Regions from separate parts of the Arachis hypogaea genome. Here region 1 is linked to region 2. Evidence: chromatin contacts called from public Hi-C data. All regions are on one chromosome and are shown on one strand. Each heading gives the region's core, a stretch centred on a gene start, on an enhancer-like site or on the middle of the called end of the contact. The rest is flanking DNA. Distances are from core to core; before and after follow the strand shown.

Region 1 (5,397 bases), core at 2,364-4,863, 85 kb before region 2:
TGTTTGTGTTGTGTTTTACTATTTTCTGACTTAATTATGCTTGGATGGTGACTGTCGTCATGATTTATTTATTTTAGTTATGTAGGATTTTGTGATTTCTTTGCAATTTGCATAGTGATGTGCTGCTGGAGATTGAATTGTTGCTGTTTTGTGTTTGTGTTTTACTGTTTTATGACTTAATTATACCTAGATGGTGATTGTCTTCATGATTTATTAATTTCAATTATATAGGATTTTGTGATTTTTTTGCTTAGTGATGTGCTGTTGGAGACTGAATTGCTGCTATTTTGTGTTTGTGTTTTACTGTTTTGTGACTTAAGTATTCTTAGATAGTGACTGTCTTCATGATTTATTGATTTTAGTTATATAGTGTTTTGTGATTTCTTTGCATAGTGATGTGCTGCTGAAGATTGAATTGCGGCTGTTTTGTTTTTTACTTTTTTGTGTTTAAATTTTGAGTTTGTGCTTAAACAAGTTCATAAGCCTTTGGTTGATGACATTTTATGTAGTGTTTTAAATTTAGAAGACATCTTAAAATTTATATTAGACTAAAATTATATTTTAAGATCTTTATTTATAATTTATTTATTATTTTATTATAACGGTTTTTTTGATTAAATCACGGTTGAATCGGTTAGATTAGTAAATCAGTGACTAGAATAGTTCGAATACTGTCCAGTTTTCAGAATCTTGCAAAAGACACACACAGACACAAGATTTTTTCAAATAAAACAAACAATGCTTGATCGAATTAACTTGATTCGATTTATATTGAAAAAGTGTAAATCAAATTTATTTGATTCGATTTACATAGAAAGTCAAACGAGATATACATGTAACCAAATTCAGTTCAGGACACTGTGTAAATTTTTTTTCTCCTCTAATTTATCTATGTAAATTACCCTAAATTTTTGTCTGGAGTTTAGCATATTTTATTTGCATATTTTACCTAATCTAATAAAAAAAAAAGCTGCTAATTTGATTAGTTTTTCTTTTGCTTGGTTTCTTATATATTCTCTATGGTTATGTTGGAGGCAAACAAAGTGCTGGATGATTTTTTTCAATGAAGAGATTAAGCTTATGCCTCAGATTATTTATTTATTTAATGTTACTTGATTAATGTTTCTCCTATGTATATTAATTTTATTTTAAGCCACACATACATAACTATTTTTGTTTTAAGCTTATGAAAAAATTGATATCAACATCAATGATGACAGTTGAGAGCATAGATATAAAAACCGGATTGATGATGGGAGTCGGATTGAAAAACCGGGGAACCGATCTCAAGATCAGTCCGAGTTGAGCATAGAATCGGAGAATAATAAAATCCGATGAAAACCGGTTTGACCGGCCCTGTATTGAAAACCGGTTCGAAATTAAAATTTTTTGAAAAAAAAAAACCCCTAATGTTCAGAGAAGCCCCCCTCCAACCTACTCTCTCACACTCCCGGCACTAAAACACGGCAGAGGCAGAGCTCAAAGCCTCAACCTTCTCTGTCGCAGCCTCTCGCCGGCCCTCATCTCGTCGCCGCGCCGCTCGCATATTCCGCTGTGCTTCGCCGTGGCTTGGTTCTCTGTCTCCCTCTTTTCTGCGTGCGGCCAAAGTGAGTTTTTTTTTTCTATTTTTTTTAGTTATTCAATTATTAATTTTTAATGATTTCGCCATTTGGGTGATTGTAGCTGTTGATCCTGTTTTAATGTAGCTGCAATGGTTATTTTTTGCTGATTCTCAGTTTCTGACCCTCTCTGCCATGTGCTTCCTCTGGCTTTGGTTCTGTGATCGGAATACTGTGACATTTTATTGGAACACTGAGGCTTTGGTTCTGCTTCTGAACTTCTGCAGAGGTGAGCTTTTATTTTTATTTTTTTCAATGCAGCGTAGCATATATAAATTGATGTTAATTGGAATTTGTATAGAATGACACTTGATGGCAAATTTGAAAGCAATTGGAATTTGTATATAAATTGTTTCTGTTTTAATGTAAGTTTAAAATAGAAATTTGATGCTAATTGGAATTTGTATAGAATACTTGATACTTGATTGTTGCTGTTGTAATCCTTGATTATTGGGATTATTGCTGTTTTAATGTAAGTTTAATACTTAATTGATGCTGTTTTAATTTAGGTTTAATATTTGATTGTTACTCTTATTTAATTGTTTTAATGTAGGTGTAATGCTAATTGAAATTTTCCTATTAGTTACTTTTAAAAATTGATAATTGTTTGTTATTGTGTTAGTGAAGATATGTATTTTCTATTAATGTAGGTTTAATACTTGTTAATTGACTATTTTTTATTTTTATTTAAGTAGGACCGGTTATTTACCGATTGAACTAATGACTCAGTAGTCTGATCAGTTCGATTACCAATTTGGTTCTGACAACTATTGGCGATAAAGAAACTATGTTTAATCTTTTGTTCTAACTTTTATTGAATCATGGATGCTGTTTGATGTACTGGTGACCTGACGACCTTGATTGCAGGTGATTCTTTTAAGTTCTTTTCTTACAAATCATGGAGTTTTCTTTTTAAGAAATGTAAAGGTTATTGGGTTTCTATTTATCAAGTGATATTTAATGTTTATTTTAACTAGTATTTTGGGTATATAATACTAATTGAATTAAACTCTATATTCTCTTATTTTATTTTGAAAAATATAATGCAATCATATTATTCTGACTTTACATTTAGTCAGTCACCAATTTTAATTTTTAGTGGTACCACAGCTGTATGCCTGTATTGGTGCAACGATGCATTTAAAGAATTAAAGGTATAGAAGCAGCTGTGGGTGTAAGCGGGAAGTGCGTGCAGAATCAGTCTCTCTTTCACTGATTCCAGACCCAGAAAGGGTTTAGCAATGAAGAGGAGTTTTCCATGGGATGAGCCTGGTCAGAATCCTGATTCTTCTTCCAACAACATTCCTCTCCCAATTCCCTCCATTGACCTCACCTCCCAAGGTCTTCTTCTCCGCCATTTTTTCCTCCATTATTGTTATTAATGCCTTTCAAGTTTCAATTTCACTCCACCCATAGATCATCTTGTTATTCTTATTCAACTCTTATTTACTGCTACTCCTATGACTTCTAGGGTTACATGCATAGATTTTTGTGCTTTCCTGGAGTAATTAAAATTTCAACAATCAATGAAATTCACCACGTCGTATTTAACTTTTACAAACTTGAATCAACCCATTCCAAGAATAGTAAATCAAAAGTATTTATGCCACCACTCTATTCTTTCCGTTTGATTCATGTGACATGTTATTTACTCTCAATTTTTTTGTTTCTTATTACTGATGCAAAGTTAATTTTTGTTGTAATACAATTATGTAGCTTTCAATGCCCATAACATGTGTAACCAAATAGTCAACAAGTGATGTGCTATGTTTTGGTATTTTACACATTCTCCGAATTATTTGTTTTGATGATTGCTTCAACTACAACAATATCAGCTCAGAAAACACACATAAAACTCTTTCGATGAGTGGTTTGGAGATAAATTGTGCATGCCTTTCTTATTATCTAGACCATATGCTGCTTTGCATTCTTATGAATATAATTATTCATAAGCTCATGCTTGAATGCAGATATACTCATTAGACGGGCAGAAATGTATCAGGAGTACATGAAGCAGATACCAATACCAAGTCAACGAGGCTCTGTCATCCCGTTTAATTCATGGATGGGATTAGGCAAATCAATAAAGCAACTCTATGGGCAGCCTCTCCATTACCTCACAAATGTTATCCTTAAGCAATGGGATCAGTTGAGACTTAACAGCAAGGATGAATACAAACCCTTAGACAACTTGATTCATCCAACCAAAGCCGAAGCCACCATTTGGCTCATGGAAGAAGTCCATCGACAGACGTCATCACATTTTCAGATTGCCGAACTTTGGAAGCTGGATCCAATGTACAATTGTTCTGTTGATGCCATTTTTCCAACTTCAGAGAATGTATTGTGAAACCAGTTAGTTTAAAGGCTTTGTTAAGTATCCTGCAAAATGTTTACTTGCTAGGTTTGGCAAAGAAAACTTGAACAGCTCTCTTGATCATCTCGTCCCAATTCTTTTGTTTGACTAGTCATTTGTTTTGGGGCTTCTTTTTTCTGTTGTATGTGAATATTCAAGTTCAATTGTCAAGAGTAAATTGATTTGTCAATCAGATGTGAGAAATCCCACTTTATATTAACCGATTACCAATAACCTCTACAAGAACAAATTCCATCCCTGAAAAAATGGTACCTATTATTATCTCTAACAATGATTTCCCTACTGTATAATTTTGACACTAATTCAGCAAATGAGTGACAATCGGAACACATTCTAAGATTTTTGACAACCCTTATGGGTGCACCTTGATCAGTAGTGATGAGTCCATAAGCCATGGCTAGTTTTTCACTGTGCCTGCTGAGCAAATGCTCTTTCTCCTGCTCATCAACATCAAGTAAGACATTGGTTGTATCAGGGATGTATCCAGCCTCGCTTAGCCTGCAGTTTATCTCCTGTAGCATTAATCCAATTTGAGTATACTCTGCGTGCGATTGATCGCCTGAGGTAAACTCGTGTATCAGTCCATGAACCTCTATTGAGCTTGATCCAGGCACTTTCTGGATCCCTTTTTCTTTCATCTGCAGCCTCACTCTTGCAACTTCATTCCATTTTCCAGCTGATGCATATATGTTGGATAACAACACATGAATGCCAACCTTTCCAGGGTCCAGTTGAGTTATCTTCTCAGCTGCATATTGTGCCATTTCGACATTATTATGTTTTCGACAAGCAGCTACAAGAGAGCCCCATATAACATCATTAGGTTCCATAGGCATACTTTGTATAAGATCAAGAGCTTCTTCCAACAACCCAGCTCGACCAAGCAAATCAACCATACATCCATAGTGAACAATCTGAGGACTAATTCCATGAGTAGTCTTCATTGACCTGAAAAGTTGCCTACCTTGGTCCACAGAACCACCATGGCTACATGAAGTCAATAATGCCACAAAAACAACATCGTCAGGTCTAACCCCTTGTTTGAGCATCTCATTGAAAAGCTCAATAGCGCCCTTTGTATTTCCTTCCATTGCCATAACACCGATGGCAGCAGTCCAAGCTGACACATCCCGTTTGTCCATTTTCGTGAAAATACGCAAAGCACTCTGGGGATCACCACACCTAGAAAACATATCAACCAAAGCTGTGCCGAGCTGCTTGTCAATCTGAATGTCATTTCTCTCAATGTAGGTATAGACCCACTTAGCAAGATCAAGAGCTCCTAGATATCCACAAGCAGAAGCAACACCAACCATGGTCACTCTGTCTGCTTCAATTCCCTGGTTTTGCATCTCCCTGAATAGCTCAATTGCTTCCTGAAACATGCTTACTTGAACCAAA
Region 2 (5,131 bases), core at 1,574-4,073:
GATTTTTGCGCTAAGTCTATTGCAAAAGTTCTTGCAAAATTTTACTACGCTCATAGCGTATGTTAGAATCGCCTGTATTACTGTCTTGATTTTTTTTTTCAACCATCAATTTTGTTATCAATTTTCTCTTCTATCCATGCTGAGGCTTGATTTTTTGACCTGTCCCATTTGGATGGTAAGCCAAGGTATTTTCCTGGGTTATCCCAAGTCGAAATCTCCAAAATTTTTTCTATATTTACCCTTGTTTGAATTGAGATAGCGTTGCCAAAGAAAATTCCTAACTTTTGAAGATTTATTTTTTGACTCGAAACTTCAGTATAAATGTTTAGAATTTAAATAATCTTATATACTTTCTTTTCTTTGGCCTCTGCAAAAACGATACAATTATTTGCAAAAAGTAAATAAGTTAATGAGAGCTAATTTAATATGGGTGATTAAATTTTTATTTTGAGCCTCATTCATAAAGATAGTAAAGACTTTTACAGCAATAATAATAAATAAATAGGGAGATAAAAGATCTCCTTGTCTTAACCCTCTTTATAAAATTATCTTTTTTGATAAATTTTTATTAATTTTAATCCTATAATTTGCACTTTTCACACAACTTATCAACAGCTTAACCCATTTCTCATTAAAACTAAAGACTTTGAGCACCTCTTCCAAAAAATAAAAAACCCATTCAAATCTATTATAAATCTTATTCATATCAAGTTTTATGGTTAATACATCTGCTACATTTTTTCCTTTCCTATCCAATCTATTAAAAGCCTCTTGTATAATAATTTTGCTATTCTGAATAAGTCTTCTCCCACAAACACTTATTGTGGATGCAATTTTTTCTAAAAATCCTCTCAATCTTAACACCAAAATTCAATATATGATCTTATAAATAAAATTATAACAACTAATCGGTCTAATATAATTAAGGTTTTCAAAATTTTTAATCTTAGAAATTGAGACAAGAGTGGTTTCACTAATTTGATTTGGTATAATTCCTTCAACAAAAAAATTTTTCACCACTTCACAAACCTTTCCCTTAATAGTTTTTCAGTATTTTTGGTGAAATCTACCATTAAGGCCATCTTGATCTGGTGCTTTCATACCACTCGTACTAAGGACGGCTCTCTTAGTCTCATGGTCACTTATATCTTCCATAGCGCATTTAATGAATGACCATTATGTTGCAATTGGTTCAATTTTAACCATGGTTCTGAAAATCGAATTAGACCGGCCGGTTTAACCGAAAAAATTGAGAACCGGTCACTTAGTCGGTCTGGGTAAGATCAGAAACTGCCTAATAAAAAATCGGTGAAAAAACTGGTCGAATCGACGGTTAACCGGTGAATCGAAAGAACCGTCCAGTTTTTTAGTGGTTTTTGGTTTGAAAATTAAACTACAAAACAACGTCGTTTTGAAGGTGAAAAAAAAAATAGAAAAGAAAGGCCAAACGAACGTAAACAAGCTGAATCAAAAGAAAGGCCCCAATCCCCACCCCACCCTTTCTGTTTCTCTCTCTCTCTCACTCATACCCACTAAAAAATCCTCTCATCTCTTCGAATTCCAAGAATAGCCACCACCCACTATCCCATTTCAGAGCTTAAACTCATCGCCAACCCCTTCTCTACTTGTCACTCTCTCTGTCCGAGCTCGCTTTGTCGCCGTGGGTTGCGCTGCTTCGCTGCTCCTCGCCGTGGGTCGTCGTCGCTCTCCCCTCCTCGTCGTTCCTCCTTCGCCCTTCCTCGTTGGCGTTGTTTCTGCTTCTATGCTCCGAACCGTGTCTCACCGTCGTTGCTTTTTTTCTTCGCGTGGAGTCTCGAAGTCAAAGCGACTACCTTTCATTGTGTCTCATGTCTTGGTCTCTGCTTCACAATCCTCTCATGTCTCAGATCTCAGTTCTCAGTTCTCAAGTTTCTTCTCTGATTCAAGCCTGAACCCTCTCAGGTCTCAAGTCTCAGTCTCTAACACTCCCTGATTCTGTTTTTCTGACTCTATCCCTCTGAAATTTGAAATTTATTCTGAACATGCATATGATGCATTATTGATGATTCTGCTGAATTTTGAGATATTAATGTTTTGAATTTTTATTTGAATTCAGTTTGTTCATATTGAATTAATTCTGCTGAGATTGAGTCACAAATTCAATTGTTTAATTTATTAATTCGACTGAGATTGATTTTTAAATCCAACCTATTGTATTTGTTTTGGTGAATTGTTGTTTTGATGTTATTGATTCAAAATAAAAGCATTGCCACAATTCTGTGTTGAATTTGCTATATGGCTTCATATGATTTGGTTGAATTATGTTTATGATTCTTAGATTGGGTACATGTTTTGGATGTTTTGCAAAGAGACTTGATACAGAAATTCACATATTGGAGAGTTGGAGTTTTATTAATAATTTTATTATATATTGGAGAGTTGGAGTTTTATTAATAATTTTATTATATATTTAATGAAACCGGTTCAACTCCAATTGAACCTCGATTGAACTATTAAACCATTAAATTTGTCACCTGACTGGTTTAATAATTGATCCGATTTTCGCAACATTGATTTTAACAGCATTTCCAGGCTCAATAAAAACAACGATAATAAAAAATCATATATTGGGCTAATGGGCCATTGAATTCATGGTTTGTGAACAGCAAAAAATCTTAACTGGACATCACATCTTGACAAAAATAGAAAAACCTTTGACATCAAATGTTTAGTGTGGGATCTTAATTTTTCCTTCCTCTTTATTGATTGGCCTATATGAAAACATATGTCTTTGTAGGCATCCTGATTGGTCCTAATCAGCCATGAACACGGAACCCATTTTCTGGTCATGTGGTCCTTTTGATCATTGTCCATCACGCTTGATTTCGATCTTCTGAATTGAAGTGCTACCCTGTGTTCCTCTTTCTTTTCCCCTATAAATCATATCAATTTTAATAAAAATAGTTTTATTGGCGCTACTTGATTGCAATAATTATAATTTCTTCAATATGTGAGATTTGATTCCTTCCCTTCAGTGTATGTGTGCACGCAAGTTTTCATAATTGATATCAAGGTAGGGAAAATTGAGATTTTACATAAAATCGAAAAAGTAAAATATAAAATCTTAACAAGATTTAAATCATAAAATTGTTAGACTTAGTACAAATTTCGTAAAATCGATAGACTCATTTAAAATCGTAATATCAAAAGATTTTAAGAGTTAAATCCAGATTTTAGCTACTATGATTCATACTTAAATAATAGACACCCCCTTCCCCAAAGATTTTAAGAGTTAAATCGAAATTTTAACTATTATGATTCATACTTAAATAATAGACACTGACAACCCCATTTCCAAAAAAATGCTTTAAATTTTTTTAGGATAAATTAAACTAATGGAACTAACAAGAATTGGTTACAATCATTATATTGTTGAAAGGGTTTTAGTTATGCATTTTTTGAAGTAAAAATAAAATAAGGTGTGAATTATAGTCGAAAGATTGGTCCAACCAACATTATTAGTTATTTAATTAGCGTGTGACAATAATGGAGGGGCTTTGCTATTTGACCACATCAACAAGAAGACGATCTTGTGAGCTGCATAGATTCAAGATCAATGTTCTCATTCTTCCATTACCAACACTAAGTTGTCCCTTAATACAGGGCTTTGCCTAATTCTCATGATTCAAGAATTTATACAAATAAGTTGTAAGACTAAGGATTATTATTAAGAACAACTTTAATGTAATATTTATATCTAATCAATTTTTTTTTATAAAAAAACTTAATATCTTTATCACCCACAAGGTGAATACTCAGTTAACTTCATGTGAAGTATCAATTTCATATAAAGTTACCTGCACCTAAGTTTTTATCTTATCACAATATTATTATTGTTATTATTATTATTATTATTATTATTATTAGGCGTTGAATGTTGGTGCTTGTGGGTGATGGTGAAAAAAATGGACGAATATATAGCAGTTTATGTTAGGTTAACAAATAATTTGGCATTATTCTTTCCAAACACAAAAGTACAAAACCAACCTCTCTCCTAAGTCATTTAGCTTCCTTCAAAAATTGACCAAACAGCTTATGCTTCAGCTTGAAAAGCCACAATCTAAGGAAAAAAAAAAACACAATATCTGATTCATGATCTTTTGTGATATGGGGATGGGACCAATATAGAGTGCCTTGTCCACAATGGGGTTCCTAGTTCCTACTTCTTCATTCCTATATTTCAAAGACACGTTGTAGTTGGGCTTGTGAACTACTGTGAATGAATGTGGTTGGTGAATGGTGAGGGTTGTGCTGTTTGTAGGAGGAAAGTGAGAATTAAGAGAGGTAGATATCACATTACCTAAGCTTCAATTCAATCCTCAAAGAGTAACCAAAATAATAAGTGTGTACGAATATATATTTATATATCTATGTGTCACATGTTCATCAACTAATAGTCTAATAAGGTTGATGGGCCGAAACGAAATAAATGGAGTAAGATGAAAATCATGTGGGGTTTCAAGTACGGTGTCTTAAAAGCATCTAAGCTTGGTTAGGGTGTAACATCAACTAGAATAGTACCTTGTATGCTAAACAAGGAAAGAAGATTATAGCATTGTGCCTAAAGTTATCATTGTGCCTGCCTTAGCTTGTGGATACCATTGTTAATTGTCAATTAAGCCATGTGATTGTGATCCTCATCATCATCTATATTTCCCTTATTAATTGGATTCATTGCCAGCTTTATTACTCAATCATACTTCATTTCAATTAATCAAAAAGTCAACAGCGTCAACCGGCTTAATATATATGCTAGCAAAATATTTATATACCATTGTTTACTTAATATTTATACGAATTTGAACCGAACTACTTAAATTGATTTTGTAATCAATGAATAATCAAGTATAATTAAGCCGATCCGATGATATCTGATCATAGTTGGTTCAAATATTAGTTTTGAAAAAATAGAATCCGGCCGAACTAATTTGTAAATCTAATTATCTTTTTATAAATATATATATATATATATATATATATATATATATATATATATATATATATATATAACTTTTACGCTAATTCATCTAACTCTATTATAATTGTGAATTTATGGATATTTTTTTATTGTTAAAATATTATTAACTTGCTA

Evidence for each region. Hi-C and Micro-C count contacts between places; a contact is called where the count stands out from the background.
Region 1: a Hi-C map of leaf shows a contact between it and region 2, with 5 times the contacts expected there. The contact joins the promoter of LOC140173015 here to the enhancer-like site in region 2. A contact is called at or near these places in 2 of 8 Hi-C or Micro-C datasets (both in leaf).

Annotation. Positions count from the first base shown.
Region 1 is chr5:37,905,110-37,910,506 of arahy.Tifrunner.gnm2.J5K5, reverse strand. It overlaps LOC140173015 (protein RDM1-like), which reads left to right and starts at 3,613. Exons shown (of 1, transcript XM_072238096.1): 1 at 3,613-3,969. The coding sequence starts at 3,613. The coding sequence ends at 3,969. LOC112801287 (pentatricopeptide repeat-containing protein At3g22690) reads right to left here. Exons shown (of 1, transcript XM_025843934.3): 1 at 4,154-5,397. The coding sequence ends at 4,200. It also overlaps LOC112801288.
Region 2 is chr5:37,819,958-37,825,088 of arahy.Tifrunner.gnm2.J5K5, reverse strand. LOC114927692 (a long non-coding RNA gene) reads left to right here. Exons shown (of 3, transcript XR_003818592.2): 3 at 1-2,186. Among protein-coding and RNA genes, the nearest start is that of LOC112801281, 4.0 kb to the right of the region's middle. Within about 2 kb of position 2,823, at least 2 of the 3 cell types and tissues checked have open chromatin away from gene starts, as enhancers often do.